4 separate regions of the Mus musculus genome follow, and all the other regions are linked to region 4. A link is a contact called in public Hi-C, Micro-C and promoter capture Hi-C data. All regions are on one chromosome and are shown on one strand. Each heading gives the region's core, a stretch centred on a gene start, on an enhancer-like site or on the middle of the called end of the contact. The rest is flanking DNA. Distances are from core to core; before and after follow the strand shown.

Region 1 (4,326 bases), core at 614-3,113, 800 kb before region 4:
CCTATGGTTTCGGTGGAAGCGGTGACTTCAACCTGAGCCCGAATCTTGAAAGTCAGCACAGGGCTCAAAGAAAACCAGAGCTCCCTCCCTCTATTTTTTAATGCAGTAATTTCACAAGACTGAGCCTCTCAACCCTTCTTTCCACCGGCCCACATCCTCAGACAAACTTGGCCTCCCTCGCCTAGCTCAGGGCAGCGGTAGGAAGTACCCGCCCTCCTGAGCTGGGGCCGGGTGTCCTCGCCGTTCACTGGCTGCAATGGCTGTCAGTGCCCTCAAGGGCGGGGACTCCCACCTTACTGTGGAATCTGAGGACTGCATGGTCACTGGGTCCAGATTCCCCTCCACTCCGCCCCAGAGTCTGTCCCTTCTGCACTTTCTCCAAAGGCCCTCCTCTCATCATCCATTTTTCTGACCCTCTAAGAAGTAAAGTTTCCCTCCACACGCCCCTACCCCTCGCCAGCCGAAGCAGAAGATGCAACGGTTTGGGATGTAAAGCAAATTATGGTCCGGGTCTCTCGGAGTGGTGGCAGATAGCTGTGAAGATGAAATAACTGCTTAGGTTGCATGTTAGTTCAATAAAGTGCACTGGCCATCACGAAATACTGCAGCCATGAATACTAGTGAGAAATGCTACAAAGCACTGCAGGCTTTATCTTTTATTCATCATTTTCAGAGTTTGTCCGGTTGTCCCAAACTATAAATTTTTGAGTATGAGTACTAAACCTTTCTTGGATCACATCAACATCCCATCGTCTAGAAGAGAACAGATTTATAATAAGCTTATTCGGAACATTATTCTGTAAAGCAACTCTATCAAAGCACACCGTCATGAACGTCAGTTCCTCCCGGGAACTGCAGATTCCTTGGAGGAGAAACTAAAGAGTGGTCCTAATAATGCTCTATAAACTGCGGGCATTGAATCCAATTACAACCTTTAAAGTTAGTAATCTCAAAAAGAAAAAAAAGTCCTTTACATCTCTAGATTGTTTTTGCTATATTCAGTTCCATCACCAGAATTGTAAAGGGCACAAAACATATCTTACTTTAAAGTAAATATATTCTTAGTGTTTAGCGCGGGCAAAGACTTAGGCTATTCGAGTATAGTATGTGAGTCAATAAATGTATCTCTTGTGGGTCTTCCAAGGCCTCTAGCACCAGGCGGAGGCTATCGACATTGCTTAGCAGCATCTTCCACGGCCTAACTTCACCTTCGCCCCACTGGGACTCAGCTCATACTTTGCTGCATCCCAGCCCTGGATCGGTTTCAATCGGACCTCGACCTGACTACCCCACCACTCACGCTCGACTGACTCCCCGGTCCGTGAACTTCACTTTTCTAAACTGGGCTGCAGCCGAATCGGTTGAGCCAATCCTCGAGCTGTAAATAGCCAAGGTGACCAATGAGCTCAGCCCGGAGGCGGGTCTTCGCTGGAGTTCCTCCTGTCGGAGCCCGGAGACCTGTTGCCGCCACCACCACCGTCGTGGAGCTTCCTGGGGTCGAAGCGCCCGGACTCTGAGCTCCTGCAGCCAGCGGCCTGCACCACGCTCCGCCAGTTGCAGGCGTCCCGGGCGGTCCTCGGAGGCACGAGAGCCCGAGGCCCCACGCGGCCCGCCCGCTCCCCGCACCGGCCCCACCCGGCCGGGCCGTACATACTCACCGGGGCGCCGGGGCAGCTCGGTCTACGCGGGCTGCAGGGCTGCGGGATCCGGGGCCGATCGCCTCTCCCCGCGCCACTGCAGGCGCCGGCTCCCACCCTGCTCGGCCCGCGCTTCCCACTGCGAGGTTAGCGGCGGCCCATCCTCCCGGCTCCGCTCCTCCTCCGGCGGCCGCGGCTGTCAGGAGGGTAAACATCCCGGCATCCCCGAGGAGAGGGCGGGCCGCCGCAGGCCCCTCCCCGCGCCCGCACCCTGCTCCGGAGCCCACGCTACCACTTTCCCGAGAACTGGGGTGTGCCTCGCTTACGGCGGTCGACCCCTGCCTCCAGATCGGAGTTTTTTGATCCCACTTACCAAGTAGTTTAAGCTGCCTCTACATGGTGTCAGTGCAGGCAAACGAGAGTTTTCCCGGAGTCTGGCTAAGCAAATCTAGACTTTAGCGTCCCAGTTTTAAGAAAGCTTTTCAGGACCCTTCCGAAAGTTGAACTAGTTGGTAGGTATGCAGAATCTTTGGGATACAGGCACACTCACAAAGTGGCATTACAAAAATATTACATTAGATAAATTCGTTTACACGTCACATATTTGCAATATGGGTCTCTCCCTAGTACATGGAGCTTTTCAAAAGCAAAGCTTTGATTCCTACTGTTCCACTAACCAGATTTGAACGAATGGAGCGAACAGCTAGGAGGCAGTGTAGAGTCTGTCATACCTAGATGCTAATCATTCAGTGGCCAGTCGCTTAACTTATCGTGGTCTTTCTTGGAAGTCAGCCTTAACGCCTCTCCTTAGAAACAGACGATGACATACAACAGCGTGCTTGAGCACAGATCTTAACCATTTGATATCAGTAGGCCTTTTTCTGGTTTCGTTCCCCTGCCAAGGGAATAGAGCCAAAAAACAACAACAAGAAAAAGCGGTATTATAGCTCAAATGGATTAAAACAATAGAAGCAAGATTTAGAAAGTTTGGGCCAGCAAGATGACTCAGGAGTTTGATTCCCAGGACCCACAAATTGTTTTCTGACATCCGTACTGCAATGTGACACACACACGAATGCAAGTATGTGAAATATAATTAGAAAAGAATGCAAACGTTAATTTTAGTAAGAAAATTAAATTTCAAGAGGTGACGTTGGGGCAAGTGCTTAATCGGTACAGATTTGCCAGGTGGAGTTCTACAATCAGCTACGTGCAAGAGCCCTGCTCTCATAAAACTTAGCTTCAGTGAGGAAGTCCAAATTACCTAATGTCTTTTATATCTATTTCATAGAGAAACAAAGCTCGGGGTGTGAGTGCTCCTTTAAACATGTTTATCAGGGAAAGTCACTTGGAATTTGAGCAGAGACCTGAAGATGTGAGAAAAGGAGCCATGTGACTGTCAGGAAGTAGACTGTTTTACCCAGGAAATGCAAGGTTACCCTGTCAGGCATGGGTTCGCCATGTTGGAGAAACAGCCAGTAAGCCTATGCAGGTAGGATCCAACTTAGTGAGCAAGGGAGAGAGGCTGGTGGAGTAAGAAAGGGTGAACTATCAGATGTGGAACTTCGAACTCTTAATTTTTATTCTGAATGAAATGGAAATTCATTGCAGGTGTAAGTTGAGAGACAACAGAGCTGTGAAGAATAAAGTGGAGGGTGAAGAAACTGGAAGTTTAAAAGGAAACATAATGGTATCTGTAACACATTCTGATCAGGCTTAGACCAGAATGCTAGCAAAACCAGACAGACCCCAGATACATTTCCATGATAGAGCCAACAAGGTTTTCTGCTGCATTGAATGTGCTATATGAGAGGAAGCTAGGATGAAGCCAATAAGTTGGCATTTGGCCTATATCATAGGTCACATCACACCAAATCAGCCACAGTGGTACTCCATGCATAGGCATAACTTTAGGAAAAACTAAAAGACCCGAGGTACCAGACGATGGATCAGAGCTTGTTCTTATTCGCTTTGCTATTACCAGTTTAGAAAATGTAGATTGATAGGTACCCCGATTTAAGCACACTGCCAATTTATCTACACGCTGAATAGTCTGTACAAGCTATACTTACAAGCAAACACTGCTAAGCAAACACTATACTTACCGAACACTGAGTGAGGGTCAAATTGGGCAAAAGTCAGCTCATACATGCTTAGTGGCTGCAAAGCCTTTATCTAGAAAGAATGCTTTTGGTGTTATATGATGTCCAAAGTATTAAACTTACGTAATAATGTGTCCTATTTTTTTCTACTTGTAAAGGCTTCATGGCTACAGATAAATAGTATACAGTGTTGCAAAGACTGGGAAGAGGGTCAAAACAGAAGACACTATATATACTTTTTCTTTCTAAATTTATATCCCCTTCTTTGTGGGCAGGCAAGGTTATTCCCAGGCGCCAGCAGCCAGCCTCCTGGCCTAGAGCAAATGCTAATGGAAAAACAGAGAAGCCTGCCCAAGAAGGCTCCTCCGGCTCAGGACACTTAGAGCAGAAGCGCCTTTAACTCCTCTTCTATCCATCTCTCCTCTGAGCGTTCTCCCCAAATGCTGCTTTAGCTTCATGCTCTGCATTCATTATAATCCTTTGTATGAATAACTCAGTATTTATACATAATTACCATGTGGCACATATACTACATATCAGATTAACTTGGTTATAAACAGTATCTGGATATCATACTTAAAAACTCT
Region 2 (4,391 bases), core at 1,766-4,265, 750 kb after region 4:
CCAATATGTCTCAAAATTGTCTTTTGAAATGTTCTTGCTGCAATTAAATCAGCCTTGATGAATTTTCAAATATTTTTCAAAACATCAGTTGTTACTACATTCGATAGATTAAAGATGGAGATGTCATTTTTTTTCACTTGCAATATCTTTTAAAAGGATTTCGAGAAAAGAATAAGAAGTATTGTTTTAAATTAGTACTGTATTTCTTAGTAGAAAATGAAAACTACAAATTGCCCAGAAAAATAAAGTAAATGAATAAAGTGGGAGTAGCATTAATGATTGTTTCATTAAATTTCTCTTCTGCCTTCTTATTGATAAAAGTGAGTATTAAGTTTATGCATATACATATGATCCAAATAGTATTTTGTTAATTAAAATATTTAGATTAATTTATAAATACAATACTTAAATTGAAATTTTTGAACAAGGAAAATATCAGTTGCAATAAAATACTTTAAAAAAACAAACTTCAAAAATTTAAGTTTTGATTATATTTAATGAACATTGAATAAACAAATTTCTGCTTCTAAAATATACTGGAAGGATTATGAATTTTCTTTGTAAACATGGTAACCTCAAGAAAAGCCTAGATCATAATGGGCAGGTACATGGTGAAACCTTGATGAAATCGGCCTGAGCAGCTGGCATCTGTGTTTTGTGAGGAGTCAGCTTGAAATCCATTTCTGAAAGGGGCAGCACTTTAAACAACAGTCTCCTAACACCAAGGAGGTTCCAATCACACTGTTGTCTTGTTAAAAATAAACTCTTAGTATATATTGAATGTTTTCATTAGACTTGAACCGCTGCTTCAGATAGCAGTTTAGCCACAAGATGGAGTGAAGGCTGAAGGTTCAGCATCTCCAGTACTGGAGTGTATGAGAGGTATCAGTAGGATCCTGAGGATAAGGACTAAAACAAGGGAAAAATGTCTCTTTCCTAACCTTCCCTCTAATTCTTGTGAAAGTTAAGCCAAGGTAAGTTGTAGGTGTGGAGCTGAGCCCCACAGCTTTATAGAAGCTCTAGTTCTTTGTGTAGATCTGAAGTTTTACCATGAACATCCTCTTTGGCTTCATCTGACTAACTTCTCTGCAGCATTCAAAGCCTACCTACTTGAGGCTCCATGCTTGTCTTCTCAGCATGCTGGAGAGGGAAGATTGTAAACTGAGAGCTTATCTCTGACTTGTCTCAGAGAAGCAACATAGAACTAAATCAGCAAAATATCTCTATTCAGTTACCCTCACCCCTCCCACTCCTGACCCATTCTCCCATCCCAATTATTTATTTCATGTTATTTTTAAATTAATATATGAAGTATTACATCACATTATATTATACTATGGATTTTTTTCTTCCAAAACTGTTTTTCTTTGTAGACATGACTATCCTCGAATTCACTTTGTACATCAGGCTGGCCTTGAACTTAGAGAACTGTCTGTCTTTGCTTCCTTCACACGGGGATTAAAGGTGTGTCCAACACACCCAGCTCTCCCGTTTTTTTTTTTTAATGACTTTTAAAAACAGTTTTGTTTGATTCTCTTCACCCTTCTTTTTTCCTATCTCCCTCCCTGCCTTGTGCCATCCACATGTGCTTTCCATGGCCTCCTTCCTCCACAGTTCTTTTTCCAGTTCTATTTCCATGTCTTCTATCCACAAGTCACACATAGATATACATATATATCATATTAAACAGAGAAATATAAAGTATATGCATTAAAAGCTAGAATTTAATATGAATGAGAACATAAAGTGTTTGTCTCTCTGAGTCTGGAGTCATCCATTTTTCCTATTGGTTTCATAATTCCTTTTTTTTTTTTTTGTTTTTTTGTAGCTGAACAAAATTCCATTTTGTGTATTCAGGACATCTTTCCAACTTCAGTGTCCTGCTTTAGGAACTTTTTAAAATCTCAATCACAATAGTTTATGAGATGAGCTACAGTATGTAACTATTTAAATACAGTGTTCATTATTTTCCTCTCCACTAAATGACAACTTTTGGAAAGTATTATTATGCTGCCTAGTACTTAGAAGTTATTCCAAAGTGATCATGAATAAAAGCAAATGCAAAGAGAACTGCAGAGATATTTCCACAATAGACATCCATGTAGCCAATAAGGCCAGATGCAGCTGACAGTGGCAAATATGAAACTTAAAAGACAAGACTTGGAAAAAGTAACAAAGAGGAGGAGAAAGAAGAGGAAGAAGAGGAGGAGGAGGGAGTCACAAGAGAACTATTCATTGTCTGGTGAACTTGTGTGCCTGTTGCATGCACTAAAAATTATAGAGTTTGCAGATCGGTCTATGTTGTGATTTTTGAAGTCAGGAATCACTTGAATTTACCTCAAAGTACAAAAAATCCCTCGGAAACTTTGAAGCGGTGTTTCTATAATCATCTTCTATCTATTGCATTTCCAGTTTACACCCTTTGTGAGAAACTAGGCTTTCTAAGTTAAAATGTCAAAACAAAAATGTTCTGTCAAATCCATGTGTTCTTTTTATTATTTCATGGTAGGAATTTTTTTTTCTGTTTAGTTACTTGACTTTATCTGAACCAGATTTTTTTTATTCTAATTTTAAACCAAAATGTAGCAATTTTTTTCCCAATAAAGTTAACATCAACTCAGCACCTGAGAACTTACTGGACAGCATCTCCTTAAATGGTGAGAAGTAGAGGGTGTGTGTGCGTGTGTGTGTGTGTGTGTGTGTGTGTGTGTGTGTGTGTGCGTGAGAGAGAGAGAGAGAGAGAGAGAGAGAGAGAGAGAGAGAGAGAGAGAGAGAGAAGAGTAACAATCAGATTCAGCAAATAAAAAAGGGATTAATTTGGAAGGGGAGCAAGGGTTCAAAATTGATCAATCTAAGGACAAAGATGAAGACTATTTACTCTGTGGCAGTTTCTACTTTAGCATAATTCTGGTTTGTACTATTTAAATGTTGTAGTTTTAAACTCCATCCTGGTAAAGGGCATGCACATTCCTAGAATAGAACTGTGCTGAAGATAAGCAAGGCTTGCTTTCACAGTCCACCTTCTACCCCGCCTGTGAGCAACTTCTCCACCCTTTGTCACCAACTATAGTATTCCATCCCAGAATGCTTCCTGTTTCAGAATGACTTTGCTCTATTTTGTCCCTTACCATTGTCCAGTTCTATCCTCTATCAATGAAATTTCACAGTAAATTACACATAATAGCACGAAATTTAACTATATTGTTCCTTCTACATATATTACAGATTGGTTGAATTTGTGGTACTATAAAAATGTTAAATATTTTAAGAGTTGCATGAAAGAAGATACTGAAGACAATCAGTACAACGCCAAGTAACATGATTTAGGGAAATTAATTCTATCCTGAAAACATGTGTTATAAAGATAGAAGTTAATTGTTCTGCTAAAATTAAAATCTAATTTGCATAAGAAACTAGTATTACCTAATTATCTAGTTTACATAATGATCTATAACACTCATGTGTATGTACTAGGGTGAACTTAAGCAAATGTGACAAAAGGTGGCATAACTGGACCTCTGACCTCTGGGGTCTGGGAGACTACTACTGAGAAGCTTAATAAATATGCTAGACTGTATGAAGAACCTTATCAAACAGGGTGCATGATTTTCTGATCTTATCTCTTTAGACTGTCCTCAAAATTCTTAACTCAAGCCTCAAGGAAGAATTTCCTTGTTGTTGTCTCTATCACATACCTGATTACTCAATCTAGCCACTTTCCTTAGAGAAATATGGGGGTCTGTCTATTCACTGCCTCCATGGCTTGTGATGAAAAGGATTACTGTTCCAATTCAAAGACTCAACAAAGGAGGCTCTGAGGATGTTGTTTCTTCTCAAGGCAGAAACAAAATAACTGCGATGGGTTAGTGCTGTTTGCTTAAATGTGAACTTAAGACATTGCAAGTAGGTGCTATTAATTGCACTAGATGGTTTGGTTGTAAGTATGAATTCCTCCAGTTTTGCATCAAACAAGAAGACCAAGCAAATACCAAGGATAGTTGACTTCAGAGTTTTTAGATGTGTTCTGGCTGTGAAAAGATTATGATACTCAAAGTTGAGATTGGAGCAGTAAATCCAAATTTATTATAATTTGAAATACAGTAAAGGTTTAAAATGTGCATACATCTAAGTCCTGGCTTATGCTGTGACAGGTTTATAAATCGTTGATGTAATAAAGGAACAGAAAGGCAAGATGCCAAAATTGGTTTTCTTTCTTTTTCTTTTTCTTTCTTTTTTTTAATACTTTAACTGTATGGATTTATACTTCAAAGTTGTACAGAAAAAAAGTTGTGCTAACTATGGCTTTGTACAATGCACAAAGTTAACTAACTCTGCTAAGCAAAATATATTCTTTTTTTTTCTTTTTTAGATATTAAGTTTAGGGTCACTTA
Region 3 (4,327 bases), core at 1,524-4,023, 820 kb after region 4:
TGGTTTTTTGAGACAGGGTTTCTCTATGTAGCTCTGGCTGTCCTGGAACTCACTTTGTAGACCAGGCTGGCCTCGAACTCAGAAATCCACCTGCCTCTGCCTCCCAAGTGCTGGGATTAAAGGCGTGCGCCACCACGCCCGGCTATGAATAAATTCTTAATTGTTAATAAAAATCATTCTTCACTTATAGGAATGAATATTCTCTTGTGTTAAAACATTTGTATAATCAACATATTGGAAAGCAGAAATTTTTAAAAATAGCATTCGCTAGTCATATAAAAAGAAATTGGAAAATGTCTTCAAATGTGTTTTTGAGAAAGTACAATTAAATTTTCAAAAGCTAAGAAATTATTTCATGTTGATAATCTTTATTAGCATAATTTTAGATAATATTTTTGATGTGCTTTGCTTGTGACCAATCTCCTGTATTGGTAACTATTGCTTATGTGTTATGTGTGACTTGTGACCCATCCTCTGTATTGCTTGTATATAATTACTCTCCTTTCTTGTTTATGTGTTTTTGTGTATGCCCAATCTTCCACTGCTTGTGTGTGTGTGTGTGTGTGTGTGGAGAGAGAGAGAGAGAGAGAGAGAGAGAGAGAGAGAGAGAGAGAGAGAGAGAGAGAACAATTTCTTCTATTGCTATTCATCCACAATAGGACTTGTATAAGGAATCCTGACAACACTAACTGAGATTACATAGTTAGGAGAGTACTGGACATCATCAAGTTTACATTTATTTCCCCCAATTGGATCTGAGACTTTAGCAGAGATTCCCATAGACACAGGGAAAATGAATAGATAAGAGACTGGGAGCACACACAGTGAAGAGAGAAACCAAGGTAAAGCTTGGAACAGGATAATAGGTTCTAACAGCAGGGAATGCCTTTGACGGGATAAGAAACAAAGGAAATAACAGTGTGAAGGGAAAGCAGGAGAACTAGAAGCCAAAATTAACGACAAAAGAAAAGGTCTGTCAGAAAAAGTGAAAAAAAAATAGAGCAAAAAGATCTGTCAATTATAAATTTAAGTTTTCATAGCCATGGTTGCTGTATTTTAAGAATGTCAGAACAGCATTTTTTTTTTAAATGTAGCTATCTTTTAAGATTTTTTTTCTAAAGTTGGAGTATTGGGAGCTTTTAAACTCTAGAAAATCAGCATGGCCTTATCATAGTTGAGTCTAACTGTTTTGGCTGAGATACTGGGAAACTTCATAGCACTCAGTGTCCTTCATGGTTAGCTGTGTGTGACTCTGGGAGCCAAGCAAATCTTTGCTTATTTTATTTTATTTTTTTGACAGAAATGTTCTTCTATTCAGTACTGTTATCTGATCGCTCAGGTTTCAACTAAGATTGCCACTAAGATTTAAGCTATAACTTAAAATAACACCTACTCTGAATGTAGCATGCCATTTGTCAGCATCACAATGCATTTCTGGGGCAAGATCTGTCTATGCTGAAGGCCCTGAACAAAAACGAGAAGAGAGTTTAAAAGCATAGAGATAATCACTCAAGAAGTCAGAATGTGGTAAACACCACTAGCAAAATGAAGTTTGGAGGCTTCAAAGGAAAGCTACACATTCACCTCACCTGGGAGAGGTGGGAAATCTAAAGCACATATGGCTTATCAGCTAGGGCTAGATGAACGAGCAGGAAGTGGAATCTACAACTGCATGCAGCTATTAACTCATCTGTTATCACACTGGTGTTGATGATTTCTTTCTGCATTTTAGCTTCCTTTGTGGATTCTCTGCAAAATGATCTCCACTAAGAATAAATCAAAATTAATTAGTCACTATTTCCTTGGTAAGCAAACTTAAAAAAAAAAATCAACCAACCAAACAACCAACCAAAACCAAAGAAAACCAAAACTAAGAACTTTACTTGGTCTTTATTTATCTCCTCTCTCACCTTAAGAATGTTTAAGGTTTCTTGACCCTAGGAGGGAGAGGTGCATTTGTTGAGGTTTTTTTCCCTCCAATGTGGCCCAGTTTCCATTATGATCTTGTTGCTACCTACAAACTTTGAGATTCCTAAGTGTCTTTGCTTTTCTGAGGTGCCATTGGGTTGTGACTGCTTCTGTTAATGGGTGCCCTGGGGGGTATCCGGGTATCCATTCCTGAAGGAAAAACCAAAGTAGGCAAGTAGAACAGGGTAGTGGGTATCAGAGAAGACCAGGAAGCTGCTGAAAAGTCAGCTCTGGGTCCTGAGTTCTCTTCTTCCTCTGACCTTGTGAACCACTCCTATAGGAAGACACCTGCCCTAGGAGCTCACACCACCAACACTTATTCACTAGAGGCCTGCCTTGCTGGGGGGGGGGGGGCTATGGGAGATGGGGGTGCAGGGGTTCTCATTTAAATATTTCTCTTCAGCTGCTGTATAAGGGTGCCCTGCAATTTTCCTCAGACCAGGGAAACACCTCTCTCTCTCTCTTTTTTTTTTTTTTTAGCACGAAGAAGGGCGGGTATGAGGACTTTCCTTGGGGCTGAGAGCGGGGATTCCCTCTCCAGGAACAGGCCATTTCCACTACACCCACAGAAGCAGAAGGCGACCACAGCCTTGGGTGCTGGTGACACCTGGCAACCTTCCTTGGACCCCTCATCCACTTCCCAGGAAGGGTCTGGAGCTCTGGAATCTGCGAAAGAGCTCGCCCCCATTGGTTGTCCCCAAGGCACCCTCCTGCCGTCATTGTGTTATGCTAATGAAGGGGAGGCTCATTGGCTGTGAGAGCCGGAGCCCACCGCCTTCGCCCCCGCCTTCGTCCGGCTGAGCCCAGTGCTTGCACTCCCTGCGAGGGAGCTGTGGCCGGGGATGCCCTAGTGGGAGGCTCTGGTCCTTGCCTTTCAGGAAAGTGCCTAGCCATCACGCGGTGCTCACACCCACCACCTACCCTCTTTCTAGGCACCGCGCGAATTTTCTTTTCCTTTTCTTTTCTTTCTTTTTTAAATTTTTCCTTTTCCTTTTTTTTTTTTTTCTGTCCGTGAAGTAACTTTTGCATTCCCGCCTCCCCCCGGTCCCAGGGACCAGAGGCGGTGCCGAGCCTGGGGGCGGTTCCTTGGCAGCGCTGGTTCGAGTCGCAGCCAGACTTTTGCTCCTGGGCTCGGTTTGCATCATCCCCATCACACCCTTGGGGAAGAGGAGCCACCCCTTTCCAGCCTCAGCTTCCGGCCGAACGACCCCTCCCCCTCCGGGTCCCCCAAGCCCTTCTCCCACCCTCCCCAGCACGGCACCCCCTCCGCAGTGCTTGCTACCCCTCTTTGCCCTCCTCCATCCCTCCATCCCTTGTTGGATGTTGCCCACTCCTTAAGGAAGGATGGTTGATTTGGAGAGCGAAGTGCCCCCTCTGCCTCCCAGGTACAGATTCCGGGATTTGCTGCTAGGGGACCAAGGCTGGCAAAATGATGACAGGTGAGTGGCATGGTGCAGCGTTCCACAAATACTGCTGGAAGCGGACAGGACTGGAGAGCTTTTGAGGGGATGGAGAGAAAGGGAGACCAGCACTGAGGGAGTAGAAGGGATTCTACATCTCCATTTTGACACTGCAGAGAGCAGTTGCTGTGGACAAGGAACTCCTTTCCTTTCCACTTTCTTATTCTTGAGAATCATTTGTTGCATTTATTCGATATTCTTTGTCTGTCTGTGCTTCCCTGGTTGTGTGTGAGGCTGCAAGCAGAGGTACAGTAGCATCCAAATGGCACGCAGTTGCAGTGTCAAATATTTCCCCGGTGTAGTTAATCCACCCCATAAATGTATCCAAGCGATTGGAAAAAAAAATCACAGTAGAAACTTGAAATCTCCTGTACCCACTTTCTTACTCCTTGTCAGTGTTGTCTCGACGAGATGTTTGCTTGCCACTGGGGATTTTCCACTGTTTGAGTATTTGGAGTTCAGGTGGGCAATTGGTTTAAATATGTAACAGGTAGTTAGTGAAGCAAGAATGCCTGGGATGGAAAATACACTGAACAGAGGTTCTTGTAGTATGATTCGTATATATTTTCACCTAAATAGTGCATATCTCAAAACGATAAGTTTCAAAGCTGAAATATTTATTACTAGCAAAACATTGCTTGCGTGTTTTATCAATGGCATTAAAGCTTCATGCAATTTTGCATACAAAATGCTCTGGCTAATTTTTTTTTTTTTTGCACACTTTTTGTTTCATTGAATTGTTTTTGTTTTTTTAGAACGATAATTTCACATATCACATGCCACATTTTCTTGTTTTAAAGTATGTATAGCTAAGCTCTCAATGCAGATTAAATAATTCCCCGAAGTTCAGTTAGGCATTGATGTTCTATTTGAATTAGATAAAAGATACATTATTGGTC
Region 4 (4,262 bases), core at 1,239-3,738:
TAACGCCATCAGTAGCAGAGTCTTACTATCTAGATCTAGCATGCAGCAACAATAGAAGTAGTCTTTATGGTTTTTAGGGCTAACAATTCATATACTGCCTCTTGCACTGGGGTTTTTACTTGACAATGTTATGGTCATTTTTCAAAAGGTCTCTTCCTTTTTCATTGGTGCAAGATGTTTCATACACTTAAGCCTTTTAAGTCGTAATTTAATAATCCACTTTTAAAACTAATCTGATTATAATGGGGTTGTATGGCAGTTGCAAGTACCATTGTACCTGGTTGTTATCAGCCCTGTTCTTCACTTCAGTGGTTGTGAAAAGACTACATCGATTATCTCTTGGTGCAACATAGAATACTGAATTGGGTTAAGGCTATTTATGAGGACTTCAGTCATTGTTTGTGTTGCATGGCATTTCTTCTAAGAGGACTGTGATAGTATCCAAACAGGTGAGGAATAGTTGTGCTCCTCACTGACAGGCATAGGCCTTGTATCATCTATTTGACAGTTCCATATGGGGCAAGTTGATTTATGTAAGTGTGTAATCTACATCTGTTGTCTTCATTGGGATATTGAGTATCACAATGAAGTCTCTGGGTATTTTACTAGTTATTAAAATACAGCAGTGTAAGAGATTAATACAACTTGTCCTATATGATTTTTGTCTGATGAGTGAGATAGACAAGAAACCATATTATATGGTGTATCAGTTTCTTTTCTGGTATTTAGATAGAATGCTTGACAGATGAAACGTAGTAGAGAGGATTTATTATAGTTCCAAAGAGATTGAGTTCATCTTTGTTGGACCAACATGACTGTGGTGTGTTTGGTAGAATCATTATATCTAAGGTAAACATTTGAATGAAAATTGCTGTTTTTTCACTGGACCTAGGGGAAACACCAGAATGAATAGATGGTTTTTAGAAGTACCTTGACCTTGAAGAAATCATTGTAGAAATGGTGATTTTTTTTTCTATAGAGTCTTTTTTTTTTTTTTTTCCTGAAGGAGCTTTCCATCCTTTGCCCGACTTTGGTCACAAGACTGCCCTGGCAGACCTGGAATGTCTTACATTATTGAGTACTACAAACAGTACACAGTGAAGGCTAAAGTTGCAGTGGTGTGGTGTTCTCCTTCATGAAACATCTAGCTTAGACCACAGGCCTTTGTATGAGGGGCTTGCTTTATCCCCCTCCCCAAACAGCATTTGAACAGCTGTCCGAGGTTCAGCTCATTGAGGCCGTTCCTCTTTGCTGCCTGCAATGCCATATTTCGCCCGGAAGTGACCCCATTTCTTTGATTGTCCCATGTAACTTAGAACACTGACACATGACAACAGCTGGAAAGACTTGGTGGTAGGAGCCAGACGATGGATGATAACACTGCACCCCCCCCCACACACACACAAAATTAATATCTATGGGCTTGTCTTTTCAAACATTTTCTACTTTATAATCTATAGCTCTGAGTATTTTATCATTTTCATTAGCTTTCCTTATACTATTCTGGGTGTACATTCTTCTTCTTTTTTAATTAGGTATTTATTTCATTTACATTTCCAATGCCATCCCAAAAGTCCCCCACACGCTCCCTCAACTTCTCCTCCTCCTGGGTATGCACTTGCTCGTATTTGCTAATGAGAGGGTAACCTTTTCAGATTCAGAGTTATGAAGAGAGTGGAGTTACAGGTAAAAGGGAAGGTGTGTGTATTGATTTCTTTTTGGTCACGGCCTTTGTATCAGTTTTTTTCCTTAGGTTTGTACAAACAAACTCTAGAACCTTCATCGCCAGACGGGCAATATCGGGCCACTGGGCATTCTGTCGGAGATGCAACACGTTAGGCAGGGGCTCTGAGGCTCTAAGTCCCGTAGAGGTTTGGTTGTCCTTTTCTCAGCTTCACATCTTACATGCACATCTTCTGTTCATAGCAAGGTAATAAAAACAAACCCCACAATTTTAGGTGTGCTTACATTTTACGCACATGTAAGTCGGAAAGCCATACAACTACTTCCAGCCAGCACTTTGGGTGTTTGCCACTGTGGACTGGAAACTGGCAGGTTTCCGGAGGAGGTCGCTGTTTGGTGACACACTGGAAACACACCAGTTGTCGTGGCGCCAATTCCCCCTAACCCCTCATCACAGCTATCTTCCCCTCCCGCAGCCAAGTTTTTCTGGTTCAGTTAACGAGGGCCCTTAAGTGGCCACGAAAAGCGGGTATAACGGACCTGGGACCTCGGTAGGGCACCCAGGGCAGGAAAGAAAGCTCACGGAGCATGCGCAGGGCTGGAGGCGCGCGCATGCGCTCGGGCGGATGCCGGGGCTCCCCGGCTTCTCGCGGCGGCTGGGCGGCTGCGCGGGCCTGACGTGCCTGCCTGGCGAGCGGCGGCGGCGGCGGGACTCCGCGAGGGGAAGGAGCGCCGCCGAGGTGGCTGAGGTGGGGGGCCGGACCCGGAAGTGGGTGGGCGCGGGCGCGAGCGCGCGGGGATCGGAGCTGGGCGGCCCCGAGCCGGCGCGGGAGCCCGGGCTTCCCGGTAATGGGCCTGTGGGACGCTTGCCCCGGGCAGCCTGGGAGGGAAGGGTCACGGGCGAGCGCGGGTCCCCGCCAACCCCGGCCTGGGAAGACTCGGCTTCCTGCAGTCGTCGCCCGTGCTGACCCCACTCTGCTCCCCTCCTGGGGCCGCCGTGCCTAGTGGATTTCGGAAGGTCTGTCGCTCAGGAGCCATGCCGCGCTCGCCCGGGGAAAGCATGCTAATGGAGACTTGCGTTTCGTGGCCGCGCTGGCCTTATTGTCAAGGTCCCAGCACCCAAATCGGGACTGCGGTCCCGGCCGGCCAGTCTGCCTTGTTTGCGGTCTCGGCGGGATGGTGCTCTCTGGGTTGTGTTCTCTCCACCTTATTCGTGAATCAGGCCTGGAAGGTGTGCTGTGCCTTCACTTCACACTATTCTTTTGTTGGATTGTCTTTCCCAGCCCAGCTCTCCTGGTTCCCTGCCCTAAAAAAAAAGAAAATCTTAGCTGGGAGTGAATGCACTGTCGACTTTGTAATCTAGTTACAATGTAGGAAAGACTAGTTGACAACACCTTTGGGTTATTTAAGATGGCTATGCGGTGGAGCTCTTACCTGATTCTCACTCTTTTTGCAGACCATGAAACGGTGGGGCACGCCCCTTCAGAAGCTGTTGTTCAAGACAATCTAGTTTTGTTTCATCAATCGCCTAAGTCACGTATGAAGTTTCTTGTTCAAAAATTGCCGCATTGCAATGAAGAAAAGGAGAAAGGTTACTTCAAATCTTGACGAGAAGATCCATCTAGGCTATCATAAAGACTCTTCGGAAGAAAATGCTGCTGTGGAGTGTGGCCAAGTGACCTATACTCAGGCTCCAGAAAGACCAACCCCCGAAGCTGCCCAGCGTTGCCAAGAACTGCCTCCCTCTCCAGATCAGAGAAAGCTTTTGAGTTCTTTGCAGTATAATAAGAATTTGCTGAAGTATTTGAACGATGATAGGCAGAAGCAACCGTCTTTCTGCGATTTACTTATCATAGTGGAAGGGAAAGAGTTTAGTGCGCATAAAGTGGTCGTTGCTGTCGGCAGTAGTTATTTTCATGCGTGTCTGAGCAAAAATCCAAGCACTGATGTTGTCACCCTGGATCACGTAACGCATTCGGTTTTTCAGCATTTGCTTGAGTTCCTCTACACATCGGAGTTTTTTGTGTACAAATACGAAATACCTCTTGTGTTAGAGGCTGCAAAATTTTTGGACATCATCGATGCGGTAAAGCTGCTGAATAATGAGAATGTTGCTGCCTTTCAGGCCGAACTGACTGAAAAGTCGTCACCAGAAGAAACACTAAATGAGCTAACTGGAAGACTGTCGAGTAGTCATCAGTGCAAATTTTGTAGTAGGCATTTCTGCTATAAAAAGTCCTTAGAGAATCATTTAGCCAAAACTCACAGGTCTCTGCTCCTTGGGAAAAAACATGGGTTAAAAATGCTGGAGAGAAGTTTTTCTACCCGGAGGTCAAAGAGGAATCGGAAGTGCCCTGTCAAGTTTGAGGATACCAGCGACGATGAACAGGAGAGTGGGGATGGGTCAGACAATTTGCATCAAGAAAGTTCTGAGAAGGAGAGGTCAGATAGAAATGATTCTGAGGACCCTGGCAGTGAATATAATGCCGAAGACGAAGAGCTGGAGGAGGAAGTGTCCGATGAAGACTCTGACACGGAGCAGAGTGACAAAGATAATGATGCAGAAGAGGAACCTGAGG

What was found. Promoter capture Hi-C pulls out the DNA fragments that hold promoters and counts their contacts. A called contact is a pair of places that touch in the nucleus more often than the background predicts.
Region 1: a contact with region 4 is called in a Hi-C map of pre-B cells, with 2.7 times the contacts expected there. The contact joins the promoter of Nek7 here to the promoter of Zbtb41 in region 4. A contact is called at or near these places in 13 of 39 promoter capture datasets (the 3T3-L1 cell line, 3T3-L1-derived adipocytes, the C10 cell line and 8 more), 6 of 484 Hi-C or Micro-C datasets (the G1E-ER4 cell line, the HPC-7 cell line, cranial neural crest and 3 more) and 5 of 115 datasets of contacts at active chromatin or transcription factors (astrocytes, embryonic stem cells, extraembryonic endoderm stem cells and 1 more).
Region 2: a contact with region 4 is called in a promoter capture Hi-C map of liver, with 3 times the contacts expected there. The contact joins the enhancer-like site here to the promoter of Zbtb41 in region 4. A contact is called at or near these places in 3 of 39 promoter capture datasets (hippocampal neurons and liver), 2 of 115 datasets of contacts at active chromatin or transcription factors (extraembryonic endoderm stem cells and forebrain) and 1 of 9 other capture datasets (embryonic stem cells).
Region 3: a Micro-C map of embryonic stem cells shows a contact between it and region 4, with 7 times the contacts expected there. The contact joins the promoter of Kcnt2 here to the promoter of Zbtb41 in region 4. A contact is called at or near these places in 3 of 39 promoter capture datasets (cranial neural crest, hippocampal neurons and liver) and 1 of 484 Hi-C or Micro-C datasets (embryonic stem cells).

Annotation. Positions count from the first base shown.
Region 1 is chr1:138,617,894-138,622,219 of GRCm38.p6, forward strand. Nek7 (NIMA (never in mitosis gene a)-related expressed kinase 7) reads right to left here and starts at 1,864. Exons shown (of 10, transcript NM_021605.4): 1 at 1,659-1,864.
Region 2 is chr1:140,172,601-140,176,991 of GRCm38.p6, forward strand. The region is part of intron 1 of Cfh (complement component factor h); the gene reads right to left. Among named protein-coding and RNA genes, the nearest start is that of Cfh, 8.6 kb to the right of the region's middle. Within about 2 kb of position 3,016, at least 7 of the 459 cell types and tissues checked have an H3K27ac peak or open chromatin away from gene starts, as enhancers often do. A contact at or near this core is called in liver, where this site is marked.
Region 3 is chr1:140,242,945-140,247,271 of GRCm38.p6, forward strand. It overlaps Kcnt2 (potassium channel, subfamily T, member 2), which reads left to right and starts at 2,774. Exons shown (of 28, transcript NM_001081027.3): 1 at 2,774-3,407. The coding sequence starts at 3,313.
Region 4 is chr1:139,419,895-139,424,156 of GRCm38.p6, forward strand. It overlaps Zbtb41 (zinc finger and BTB domain containing 41), which reads left to right and starts at 2,489. Exons shown (of 11, transcript NM_172643.5): 1 at 2,489-2,529; 2 at 3,140-4,262. The coding sequence starts at 3,257.